Regions from separate parts of the Zea mays genome. Here region 2 is linked to region 1. The links are chromatin contacts, called in public Hi-C maps. All regions are on one chromosome and are shown on one strand. Each heading gives the region's core, a stretch centred on a gene start, on an enhancer-like site or on the middle of the called end of the contact. The rest is flanking DNA. Distances are from core to core; before and after follow the strand shown.

Region 1 (6,238 bases), core at 2,687-5,186:
GAACATATAGGCCAATTCCTAGCACACCTAGGCGAATTGGCCGATGGGGAAGCATTTCGTGTTCGTTTATTTTCTTTATCCCTTACTGGTACTGCTTTTGCATGGTACGCCGCCCTGACTCCTAATTCCATTAATTCCTGGAATGGTTTAGAGAGTAAATTTCATGAACATTTCTTTTCCGGGAAATATGAATTAGGGCTAGCTGATTTAGCTTCAGTCCGACAGGGACGCGAAGAATCGGTTAATGATTATATCCGGAGGTTCCGGGAACTAGAAACCGATGCTTTCGGATCCATGTCGCAGACAAAGAGCTAGCAGGGCTGGCTTTTAATGGGTTGCTATCCTACTTAAGAGACAAATTAGATGGGACCCAGTTCTTTTCAATAGCTCAGCTACATCAGCGGGCTTTAGCCTGTGAAAGCCGATTTAAAGAGACATCAAAATCAGTCGCTCGTACTATACATCTAGTAGAGAGTGATAATTCAGATGATGAATCCGCAGATGTATATACCGCTGAGTTTGTTTGGCCAACAAAGGCCAAATCTTCTGCATGTTCTTCCTTACAGCCGGTTCAAAAGAATCGGCAGGAAGAGATTAAATTTACCTTTAATGTTGTCAAATGCGATAGGATATTTGACGAACTACTAAAAATGGCAACATTAAATTAACTCATACTATTCCTCCGATCCTATAGATGAGTTAAAGAGACGTGTTTATTGTAAGTGGTACAATTCTTTTCCCCATGCCACCAATGATTGTAATATTTTTCGTCGACAGATACAATCGGCCATAAATGAGGGCCGGTTGGCTTTTCAGGAGATGTAAGTGGACACACAGCCATTTCCTATCAATACCATAGAACCCACATGCAAAGAGGTCTTGGTTCGGCCCGAACTGGCCGATAAAGGCCAAGACAAAACACCGTCATTGGTGATCCTTGCATGTCAAATATATTGCAAGAAGGGATTGCTCGGAAAGCTCCAGACAGAAAGACTAACAAGTTCGGAGGCACCGGGGGACAGGCTCAACCAAGCAGCCGAGCAAAACTCATTGACTCAAGCATCGCAGACTGTCCGACACTTGGGTGCGAACAGTCCGGTGCTCATGCGGACAGTCTGGCTGACTCAGCCGGACAGTCCGCCCATGGCCAGAGGCATCAGCCTCCACATAAAGCAAGGAAAGAAACGCAAGGGCAAAGCACACATGTTCGGCTGGTCAAAGCCGGCCCTACTTTTGGTCAGTTGCTCTCCAAATATGCTAGCAAGAAGGTCGTTCTATGTGATCGGCCAACAAAGAAACCCCGGCCACCCGATAAAACAAAACAGTCGAACAAAATGGCCCGAAAGGCGACACAACAAGCATCGCCTATTCATCCTGTGATGCCAGGATGCTTTCCACCCGCCTACTCATCGTTGATATATTGTCCTGTTCAAATATGGGATGGTACGACGATGAACCCATGGTGTACGCATAGTCCATTTGCCTATTCAGGCTGGGGGCACCTCCATTCTATTCCTTTTGATCCATTGATCAAATGATCATGGTCGAGAAAGATGCAATCCAAAACGGCCTTTATGCATTGGGGCTTGATTGAATGATCACCATATTGGATTGAAAAGCCGGTGACTTACATTAGGCTTTATTTATATGCTTTTGGTTCGTCAACCTCCACCAAAAGGCAGGGGGCATATGTTGAGTACATAAAACGACCGCGCGGACGGTCAACGTGCGCAGAGTCAGTTAGGGTTCCGAGTTTCTCGCGGGATTTGTTAGCTAAAACCGCGGGATTAGCTCGGGAAACAACTTGTAGCGGATCCAGACCTCCCCCTTTATATAGATGAAGGACTACGGCCGATTAAACCCCCAACAATCGATCAAATCAAGTCTATTTCTCGTTTTACTTATGCATTAGGAGTAGTTCTAGTTTAGCTCTAGATTAGCCTTTCCCTACCCCAAATTCTTCGCTTCTCTTCGGCTCTACGTCGATTAGAGGTGTCTAGGGTGGCCTGCCGACCCTAGACGAAGCCTAGGATCTCTCCTCCCCGACGGGTCCCTCCCGGGAGCGAGATTCAGGCGCCGTCGGCGAACTCCGCCGCCCCTGCGCACGCGTGGACCGTCCGGCCTCCAGGATATGATTGCCGACGGGAAGGAATCCGAGCCCTGCGCCAGGTCGCGGACCGTCCGACCCTTTGCCGCGGACCGTCCGCGCCTGTGCAGAGAGCACCGCCGTAGGTTCTCAACGCAGTGATTGGTTCCCGAATCGGCGCCAACACATTGCATTGGGGCTTTGGGAGATCATTGCAGCAGAGCAGGCAGGGTTGTCGTGTGCTTCCTTTGGACTGGAGGGTCATGGGTTCATGTAGCAGATAAACTGTTGAGGCCATATGGGTAGGGTTCCTGTAGACTGTAGTAGTAGTAGTGCTTTCAGGTAGGCAAGCAATGTTGGTGGTAAGCATGAATAATTAGTCCAACCATAGAAAAGGATCTTGACAGTTTTTTTTTACTCTTTTTTTTAGTAAAGAGTTGTTGCCAATATGCCATAGGCTGATAGGCCTGTGCTCACGCTGATTATTGTACTCATATACATTATATATAGAGTGACAACTTCCGATTGGTTGGAGTACTAAACTATGTAAAGAGACTAGCTACATGCATGAATCTCAAAAGAAACTAGCTACATGCATGAATCTAAAAACAATTGGGCATAAATAGACTTGCTGGCATACTGGTAGGGAGTAGGGAGATTAATCTGGCTACCTCAGAACATGATCACACATGATATCCAGAAAAAAAAAAATCTGCATATATGTCTGTCCACCAGCATAAATAAAAGTTTCTTTCTTGAACAAAGGGCACTACTAGCTGCATATAGTTACAAGCCTAGCTTATGCCGAATCAACTTTTAGCTTTGCTCAGAGGCCAACAATACCGTTAGATTGCTTGTTCCCAGATTTGAGGTCACTTGGGATACACTTTTGTTTTTCCACATTTGTTCATGTGGGAATAAAAGTGATTGCTAGTACATAAATGGAAGCATCCTCATGGCCAACTATCATGGTCTGAACCATCAATCAACTGAAAGATTAACCAATAAATTTAAAACAGAGGTGGGGTATTATTTGATTGCGACGCACCTTGTAGCGATGATATTCATCTGTTGTAACATCTGCGTTGGCGTCTTCAGCAATCTTTCCTGTTCATTACAAACGCACGTTAGGCGCGTCACCATCCATGAATTATTTTATAAGCTAAGCACAAGTCAGCGAGCGGATTCCATTTCCCATCACTCGACTTGAGATCTGAGCTCAAGTCTCAGCTCCTCTTGCATCCTCACTGCTCCCTGAGCGAAACGGTAATGCCCATATATATCTGACCTCGCCACCTCGGTAGCTAACTTTCTAGTCATGCGAAGTCATCGACTAGTGTGCGTTGCAAATATCAGGAGATGGTTACTTGGGAGTTGGGAATCACTGTGCTAAGCAGTCAAAGAAGGATCTGCCTCACTGCTAGTAAGTAGTAACAGTAGCTGCGACGGCGACGTGTGTTACCGGGGGTGTGGACGAAGGGATCCCAGATGCAGGGCCCGCGGCCGCCGGACGTCGCCGCGCCCTCGACCTGGTACGCGGACGTCGCCGTCCCGAAGACGAACCCCTTCGGGAACGCGTCCCGGCTCAGCCCTCCCGTGTCCGCCCCCGCGGCACGGACGCGAAGCCCACGGCTGCCAAGCGGCGCGACGGCCAGGGCGAGCAGCAGCAGCAGCTGGATGCAGCGGCGGCGATGCGTTGCCGGCGGAGCCGCAGGCCCCGAGGCGCCCATCCCGGCGGGCTAGATCAGCGCGGCAGTTTCTTCAGCTCAAGCGCGTGCGCCTCCTTCACACTCAACAGGGCAACAGGTCAATCTGGTCGGCGTCGGGTCATCTCACAGTCATATGTGCCGTGGGCAGTCGGACACGTGACCGGGAACTTGTTTTTGCCACCGGCCTAGCGGGTGGCGGGCTTGGCGCGCTGCTGATGATTGCAGCGGAGGCGTCAGGCGTGCCGCGGGCAGGTGCGATCTGGCCTGGTTGGCCGTGGGGCGGTGGTGGGCGTCGGCGTGGACCCGACACCAGCGTGGCAGTCGCGCACTTCGCGGCCCGCGGTTCACGGCTATGTCCTCGTGTAATGCACGGTAGCGTTGTTCTTTGCTGTGAGAACGTACGGCGGTGGATCTGTGCTGCTGCGCACACGGCGGTAAATTGTAATGTATCATGATCTAAATATATTTTATAATAAATTAGGACTCTTAAATATTTTAAATTTAAAATAAATAGAAATAGAGTTCGACTCTAGTTTAATTCCATCCTCAAATTTTATATTGAGCTCGTTACAATCCCTAGCAGTAGCTGGTAAACGACGCGACGAACTAAAAGAGGTGTTCGGTTCCTGAACATAAAGTTAGTCTATGTCACGTTAAATATTTGAATATTAATTAAGTGTATTAAATATAGAACTAATTAGTTTAATAAATTTATCTCGCTTTTAGTTTTATCTATGTAGTTAGTCACGTAGTTACTTCATCCCACAATAGAGTTCGTTTATCACTTACTTTTTATGTCGACAATAGAGTTCGTTAAATATTTGTCAAGCCAATTCTTGCAGCTTGCATGTGATGTGGTTTCAACCGGTCCCCACCCCCCTATATAGAGCTTTACAGGATGGGAGCCGGACAACCGGTAAACACCTGAACCCGTTTAAATCATCCTTCCTTATACACACAAATAATAAAATACAGGCACGTATCAACACTAAGTGAGTGTCACAGATTATATTTTGCTAACAAGCTTCGCAACAATGCCTTACATATACAGTTACATGTCGGCACTGCGACGTCGACGACGACAAGCTCCGTGTGACGACCCGACGTCGTCACCTGCCGGCGGACAGTTCGATCGCGTCCTGGTTGTAGATGGAGTCCTCGCCCCAGTCGAAGCGCTGCTGCATCCGCTCGTAGTCCTGCCTCCTCGTCACCTCCACCTGCTGCCACTCCTCCCACCTCTCGGCGAGGCCCTCGCCCTCCAGCATCCGGACCACCTCGGACATGGACGGGCGGTCCTCGGGCGACGCCTGCGTGCAGAGCAGCGCGATCTGGATCATCATCTCCACCTCCTGCCCGTTGTAACAGCTGTTCAAGTTGCGGTCAACGATGGCGTCGAGATGCCCTTCCCTCTGCAGCTTCTTGACCTGCAGATTTGCAGCAGGATCATCAGTGTATTGCCAAGAGAAATCTCATGCGATGTGTATATACTTGCATCGAAACACTAGAAGCTCCCCAACGTACACAGGACCGGCCGGTTCAGGCAACAGCTACGAGAGATCAAACTGTAGAAGCAAAAGGAACCTGCTTACATGGTCAAGTAACAACACGTCATCTTCTTCCTCCAGACGTGAAAAGTCGATGGCACGCTGACCAGTGACTAGCTCAAGAAGCATTATGCCATAGCCAAAAACATCGGTTCTCTCGGAGGACTTCCCAGTGGACAGGTATTCGGGGGCGATGTGACCCATGGTTCCACGGACCTGGGTAGTCACGGACGTCTTCTGCACGTCCACCAGCTTGGCCAGGCCGAAATCCCCAACCACCGGTTCAAAACCTTCATCAAGCAAGACATTGGCAGCCTTGACGTCACGATGTATAATCTTAGGATTGCAGTGCTCGTGCAAATACTCCAGTCCACGAGCTGTGCCTATAGCCACTCGCTTCCTTGCGGACCAGTCTAATATTGGCTCCCCAGGTTTAAATTCTGAACCGTTTGACATGATGAGCACGTATTAGATGACGTATTGCAACAAAACCATCAGTATGAAAGGGAAATTGTATAGAACTGGCGAAAGATATGTTTGTTAAAAGTAAAAGGTGGCATAGTTTTCCACTCACTGGATGCATATACAGTGAAATTTAAATTAATGCAACTAGCTATCCATACATGGTAACGAGGTGTAGCTATGATGTAATGTACTAGAAATAGTACATTATGACCTATTCAATCAGCAAAAATGGAACACTTCTGATACCGAAGAGATTCCTACTGAAAAAACACACTTTACTATCCTCAACAACAAAAAAACAAATATCTGCAAAGTGCTAACCCACCCTGTAGGTTAACTGGATGACAAATCTCAAGCATTACTAGGTGACATAAATTGCTGTACCTACTCTGTAGACCAGATCTCACCTATCTGGTAAATTTATATCATTTTTA
Region 2 (6,238 bases), core at 1,061-3,560, 310 kb after region 1:
ATAAATCTAGACACTTTTAAAATACATACATTAAATATTGTATGAATATAAGATAAATTTTAATTTAGAAGAGAGGAAATACTATTTTAGAACGAACGAGTAGAAAAAAGTTATATTTTCTATTGGGCCAACGAGTCCAAAACACACATAGGGAAAGGCCACTAGGTCATCGAAGGTTGCCTACGCATACGCAACCTTATCATCATCCGCCCTTGGGTTTTCTATCCGATAGACCGGGGACGCACAGGCCTCTCGCCCTCCGCGCGGCTCCACAGGAGAGCAAAAATGGCGACCCTCTCCATGGTCTCCGTCCCCATCGCACCCTCCTCCTTGTCCCTTTCCACCCGGGGCCGCAGCTCCTCCGCATCCTTCCCCGCTAAGGTTAGTGCCGCCTTCTGCTATACCCCTATACCCCCCTGCGTCCAGGGAGCTTGTCTGATTGGGGTGTCTTGTTTTTCTAACCCTGTACGGCCTTGTTGGAATGGGGTGTAAATTAGTTTTTTAGTTTCACTCTAATCTATATCAATACATATTGATTGTGCTGAATACGAGAGTATCCAAAAACAAGGCCTACTTGGGATGGTCGTGTCAGGAGCGTTGGAAGGATGGTCTTCTGTGAACTGCTAATTTTCAATACATTGGTAGGAAATGGCGCGTGTTGGTTCATGCATATGAATTTTCTAGCGCATTGTCAGTAATGCTAGTGTTTCATGGTACAGCAGTATGACTGATTCTAGTAGCAAAGAAAAGGATGTTTCTTTAGACTTTTGATGTGGATCTGAAATTCTGAACCTGATTATAGGAGCTGTTGTTTATTATCGCTGTTGCATTGTGCGCACAGCCTGAATACGACACAAACATGAACTTCGATACATCATTAATTTATCCCCATCTGAATGACCCTTCATACCCAGGCTCATGTTGGTGGTTTATTTTGCGGTTTTTGATTGTGCTGTATGTTGGGTGGCCTGACAGAAGGGAGGAATCGGTCACGGTGGCTTGCGGATCGAGTGCATCCGTATTGGTGGTGTTGAGATTCCAAACCACAAGAGGGTGGAGTACTCGCTGCAGTACATACATGGCATTGGACGCTCACGCTCACGCCAGATCCTCCTGGACCTCAATTTCGATAACAAGATCACCAAGGACCTCTCCGAGGAGGAGGTCATCACCCTCCGTAAGGAGGTTGGCAAGTACATGATTGAGGGAGACCTTGTAACGTCCCTGATCCCTTTGTCGATTATTCGCTGCAGTTATTTGATTCAGTAGTTCATGATGATTAACGACTTGTATGGTTACCATAGTTACTTAGTTAACATATCAATGATTCCTTGAAAGCTTTGAAGTTCATTCTGCAGGTCTGCGTATTTAATTTCACTTCCTTAGTCATAGATGATTCCTGACTGTCCTAACTGTTTAGTTTTATATCGATGTTGGACTCCAAGGGAGTGAAAACGCTGAGAGCTGGCACACTGCTGTTTGGTATGCTTTACAGAAACGTTTCAACCGTGTGGCGATTGAGAGGCTGAAGGAGATTAGGTGCTACAAGGGCATCCGGCACAAGCTTGGACTCCCAGTTCGTGGCCAGAGGACAAAGAACAACTGCCGGACACTTAAGGGAAAGAGGGCTTCAGTTGCCAAGAAGAAGTCACCCGCCTCCCAGGATGAATAAATCGTATTGCCATGTATTGAAGTTCTCTCTCTCTCTCTCTCTCTCTCTCTCTCTCTCTCTCTGTGTGTGTGTGTGTGTGTGTGTGTGTGTGTAGCGCTACTACTGCTGGGTGTTTTGTTTCGAGCTTTTATGCTGCCATTGACAAATCATGGGGTAGCCATCAGCTGCTGCAGATTTTGTAGCAATGACATACTAGCTCATATGGGTCGGTTCTATAAATGAAGATCAAATTCTTGTTTACATCCATTTGTATTCCTCTGTCCCAACCTATGCTCGATGCAAGGAGTCCAGACTGCTCCTGACGAATTACTATTTACCAGATCCAGTGTTCTGGGGATTATTCACCTGCCACTGGTATACCTGTTTTCATCCCTGCACGAGATGATCATGTGGCGAAGAGTTATGATTCGAGATCTCTCCCCTTAACAAATGTAGTTGAAAAAACAAGTTTTGGCTACCCGTCGATGGTTATGTTTTTTTTCTTGATAAGGACGATGGTTAAATTGTGTTTGGTTTCAAATAAAGATGATTTGAATCACTTGATTGAAGCCATTAAGGTTTCCTGGCATTCATCAGCCCCCAACTTGCAGAGCACGGATGACGGATGACTGTGAATTTGTGATCCCGTGGTGTGCTATTTGCCGAAGCTTGCACCGGTGCACGGACACCACCACCTGCTCCCCCATCCGGCGGCACCCGGGCCGCCGCGCCCGCGCGCTCTATCCACCACTCAAATAAACGCGATATGCTCTGCCTTGCTGGCCTGCTATTGAAAATCACACGACTTCCACCGCAATCGCACGCAAAAATCCCGCTCGAGCTTCCACCGTCTCCCTCCGCTTCCCCGTGCGGCGGTGCCGGGTCGCGCCGTGCCATGGCGCCCGCCTTCTCGGTCTCGTGCGCGCCCGGATCCTCGCGCCCGCTGGCCGCCAGCCCCGGCCCCAGCGTCGTCGTCGTCGCCTCCTCCCAACTTCCCGCGTCGTCGCGGAGCAGCGAACGCAGGAGAGCACCAGGCCTCGCGCTCGCCGCGGCCCCGGGTGTCGGCGGTAGGGATGGCGGTGGCAGGTGGAGAGCAGGCATCTCGTCCTTCCCCTTCCTGCCGCCGTTCTTCACAGGGAACAAGGGGGAGAAGGACGCTGAGAAGGCGATGAGGCTCAAGGAGGAGCTCCTCGACGCCATTGCACCGCTGGACCGTGGCGCCGAGGCCACGCCCGAGGACAAGGAGCGCGTCGAGCAGGTGAGGACGAAGAAACTAGTAGCTACGAGGGACGCACCGTGCATTTGGTAATTGGTTGATGGCAGAGACTCACGTGTATTTTTTTTTCTTTTTTTGCTTCAGATTGTTCAGCAACTGGAGGCGGTGAACCAGGTGAAGGAGCCGCTCAAGTCCGATCTCCTAAACGGCAAATGGGAGCTTCTCTATACCACCTCCACAAGTATACTGCAGCCACAGGTTCATTTCCTTTTTGCCTCACCAATGTACAGGTTCTGAAGTTCTGAAAAGTAAGTTCTTTTTTTTATAGGTTCTAAGAGCATCTCTAACAATGTTACCATGTAAAAATGTCCTAAAAATTTAAAATAAATATATTTATAGAATTTAGGGCATCAACAAAAAAAATCAAGCTCCAACGGTAAAGCTCCAAATCAAGTGATTAGCATAAATATGTTAATCTACTATGTTCGTTTGGAATGGAAATGAAAGTTTTATAAAGTGTCCATTCGTTTAGATCTAGACATGAGACATCACAATAACATACAATATATTTGTGGCACTTCAGGAGGTGACCTATATTTTTTGACATTTTTTTATAAAATAAGGTATTATTGGAGCAGTTTTTTTTAAGCTTGATCTCTATTGTTTAATTTAGGACGAAAGAGCCTCTAACAGAGTTAGTTAGGTGGCCTGAGTAACACTCCTCAGGTTCTGGGATCGACTCCCCATAGAAGCGAATTTTAGGTTGTGGTTAAACAAATCCCATCGTCTGTCCCACGCCAAAGCACGGGTGTAAGGCTCGGTCCCGGTCGCGGTCGTTTCTCACATGAGCTACGGTGTCGCTGCGAATGGGTGGGGCAGAGGTTCGGGGATTTTCTCGATCTGAGTGAGAAGGTCTTTTTAATATAATATCCGGGGTTGTCTTATCCCCGCAGATCGAGTTTTTATAGTCTAATTTAGGGCACCGGGATAAGTGGAGATGCTTTAATAAGCTTAAAGGTGAATACATGCATCAGCACTGTAGAAATTCTTAAGATTGTGTGCTTTATTGTTTGATAGTGGTAAATTGGCAACAAGTGATAATCTTCACGTATGTAGAATTTATGCAATTTGAATTTAAATTCGAGGAAGAAAAGGACTTTCGGTTCATAGTTTATATTTTTTTCGGCCTTCCTGGCATGCTGCTGAAGTAGAAAATAGTTATAGTTCTTTTTACAGGAATGACAAATTCTACTCACTTTCTACTGCAGAGGCCAAAGTATCTGAGGCCGTTTGGGAAGATTTACCAATCAATCAACGCCGACAATTTGAGAGCCCAAAACATGGAAACTTGGCCCTACTTTAATCAGGTAATTTTTGCTAGAACTTGTTGCGGTGTACTTTTGGCTTTTCTCTCTCTTTAGCATTCTTCAATCCCTTTCTATGTTATGAAGCGAAGAGTTCTCATCTGGGAACGACACGCTGTACCTTTTGTGTGGCATGTGGCTGAGATCTTTCTGATGTGTTATGGGCTTATGGCCAAGCAGTTTTTGAAAGTAGGACACTGTCTTGTGCTCTGGATAAAGGAACGTGTTAGCTTTGATCACAGTAGTGACTAGTGAAGTGTTGGCTTGATTTTAATAACATGTTCATTTCCATGTTTGAACCTTCTTCTAGTGTCAGCTTGCAACTATATAACTCATCTTCTTCTGAAGTTATGTTGCATTTCCCATTGAACAGCTGCTATGCTACATGTAATGTTCTAGGCTTTTGCCTGCAAATATATTCCTAGCAGCATACTCAATATTGTTGCTGGTTTTGTACTACTTGTGTTGGTTGATTCCCTGAAGCATGGTGCTAGCGTGATTTACCTATGTTTTGTCTTCTCAGGTTACTGCCAACTTGGTACCTCTGAATTCTAGAAGAGTGGCAGTTAAATTTGACTACTTCAAGATATTTGGTTTGGTAAGATGTATTATCCTCCAAGCATTACTTTAGATGTTGCTTGGCGTTCAAAGAAAGTTTGGACGTTACACTAATAGTCTATAATTCATGTTGTCTAGTTTATGCTTGAGCTGTTACCTTTTGTTTTTGTTTTACCAAAGTAATTCACTGCTGAGTAGGGAACATATAGGCATGCTAGTGTACCATGAACTCAGCATATATAAACTCTATGATCTGATGTAATCCTTCACTTCTATTGCTAGATTTTTTTTTTCTGTTTATACTCATTATGTATGTTCTCTCTCAGAAACTCCCCTACCCCCACCCACCCAACACACACACAGCATAGTCGATTTTTAGGTAGCAAAAAAGGTGAACTAATGTTATTTTAGTTTCTCTATTATTAGATACCGATCAAAGCACCCGGAAGTGGTAAAGGTGAACTTGAGATTACTTATCTTGATGAAGAGCTCAGGTTAGTATATTTACCCCCTCCGAAAGGCTTCTAGTGGTCGCATTAGTGGATATTTGGTTTCTAAGGACTAATTTTAGTCCATCCATTATATTCTATTTTAGTTCCTAAATTATCAAATACGAAAATTTTTAGTTTCCGTATGTGATAATTTAGGAACTAAAATGGAATAAAATGGAGGGACTAAAAATTAGTCCCTACTCCCTAGAAACCAAACACCTCAGTATGTCGTTGCCTCATCTCATATATTCTCCTCCATCATGAGTTTTGCTCTCTCATTGAACTACTAAAGCTGGAAAATTCTTTTATTTTGTAACTACTTAACTAAGGCCTCTTTTTGTTCAGCAATGCATGGGCCTTGTTGATAGGGTTCGCTAAGTTGTAAGAAACCACACCTTGCTTGCAGGGTTTCGAGAGGCGACAAGGGAAACTTGTTCGTACTGAAGATGGTCGACCCAGCATACAGGGTTCCATTATAATAATGTTATGATAACATTTAGGAGTCAGCTATGTGTAACATTCTTCTTCCTCGCATGAAGACTGAGGTAATGTAAGGCGTGTAAATATTAAATATCACATCTGAAAGATAAATTTTTTGGGGGGAAGCTGTACATTTTCTGAGAAACCAGTAAGACTTCCGCGTCCAAAATGAGGCCCAAGATTTAAGCATAGACGATAGAGAACATGTCGTGTGAAGACTAACACACATCAATGTATAGAAAATGCAATGATAATCCATTTTGATCCAACTACATCGTCACTCTGAAAAATATCAGTAGCTGCTTTTGGATTCTCATAAAATGTGGCACTCTTACGGTGCATTGGTGTTCCATGTGAAAGATGCCCAATTTGAGCATTTAAAGATGAATGCTGGGTATAAGGGAGTTTATGGAGTTCTACTTACCACATGGTATACAATTAAATTCAAAATCCTAATTGTTATGCAACAAACTAAGGC

What was found. A called contact is a pair of places that touch in the nucleus more often than the background predicts.
Region 2: a Hi-C map of tassel shows a contact between it and region 1, with 2.5 times the contacts expected there. The contact joins the promoter of LOC100281127 here to the promoter of LOC100284659 in region 1. A contact is called at or near these places in 6 of 25 Hi-C or Micro-C datasets (ear, leaf and tassel).

Annotation. Positions count from the first base shown.
Region 1 is chr1:271,455,969-271,462,206 of Zm-B73-REFERENCE-NAM-5.0, forward strand. It overlaps LOC100284659, which reads right to left and starts at 3,937. Exons shown (of 11, transcript NM_001157554.2): 1 at 3,549-3,937; 2 at 3,135-3,193. The coding sequence starts at 3,816. It overlaps LOC100501217 (putative LRR receptor-like serine/threonine-protein kinase), which reads right to left. Exons shown (of 12, transcript NM_001195998.1): 11 at 5,385-5,779; 12 at 4,779-5,219. The coding sequence ends at 4,905.
Region 2 is chr1:271,764,168-271,770,405 of Zm-B73-REFERENCE-NAM-5.0, forward strand. LOC100281127 reads left to right here and starts at 2,311. Exons shown (of 6, transcript NM_001154046.1): 1 at 2,311-2,909; 2 at 3,012-3,125; 3 at 4,136-4,234; 4 at 4,755-4,829; 5 at 5,216-5,283; 6 at 5,687-6,077. The coding sequence starts at 2,418. The coding sequence ends at 5,759. LOC100283244 (30S ribosomal protein S13, chloroplastic-like) reads left to right here and starts at 169. Exons shown (of 3, transcript NM_001156146.2): 1 at 169-381; 2 at 976-1,215; 3 at 1,496-1,911. The coding sequence starts at 286. The coding sequence ends at 1,672.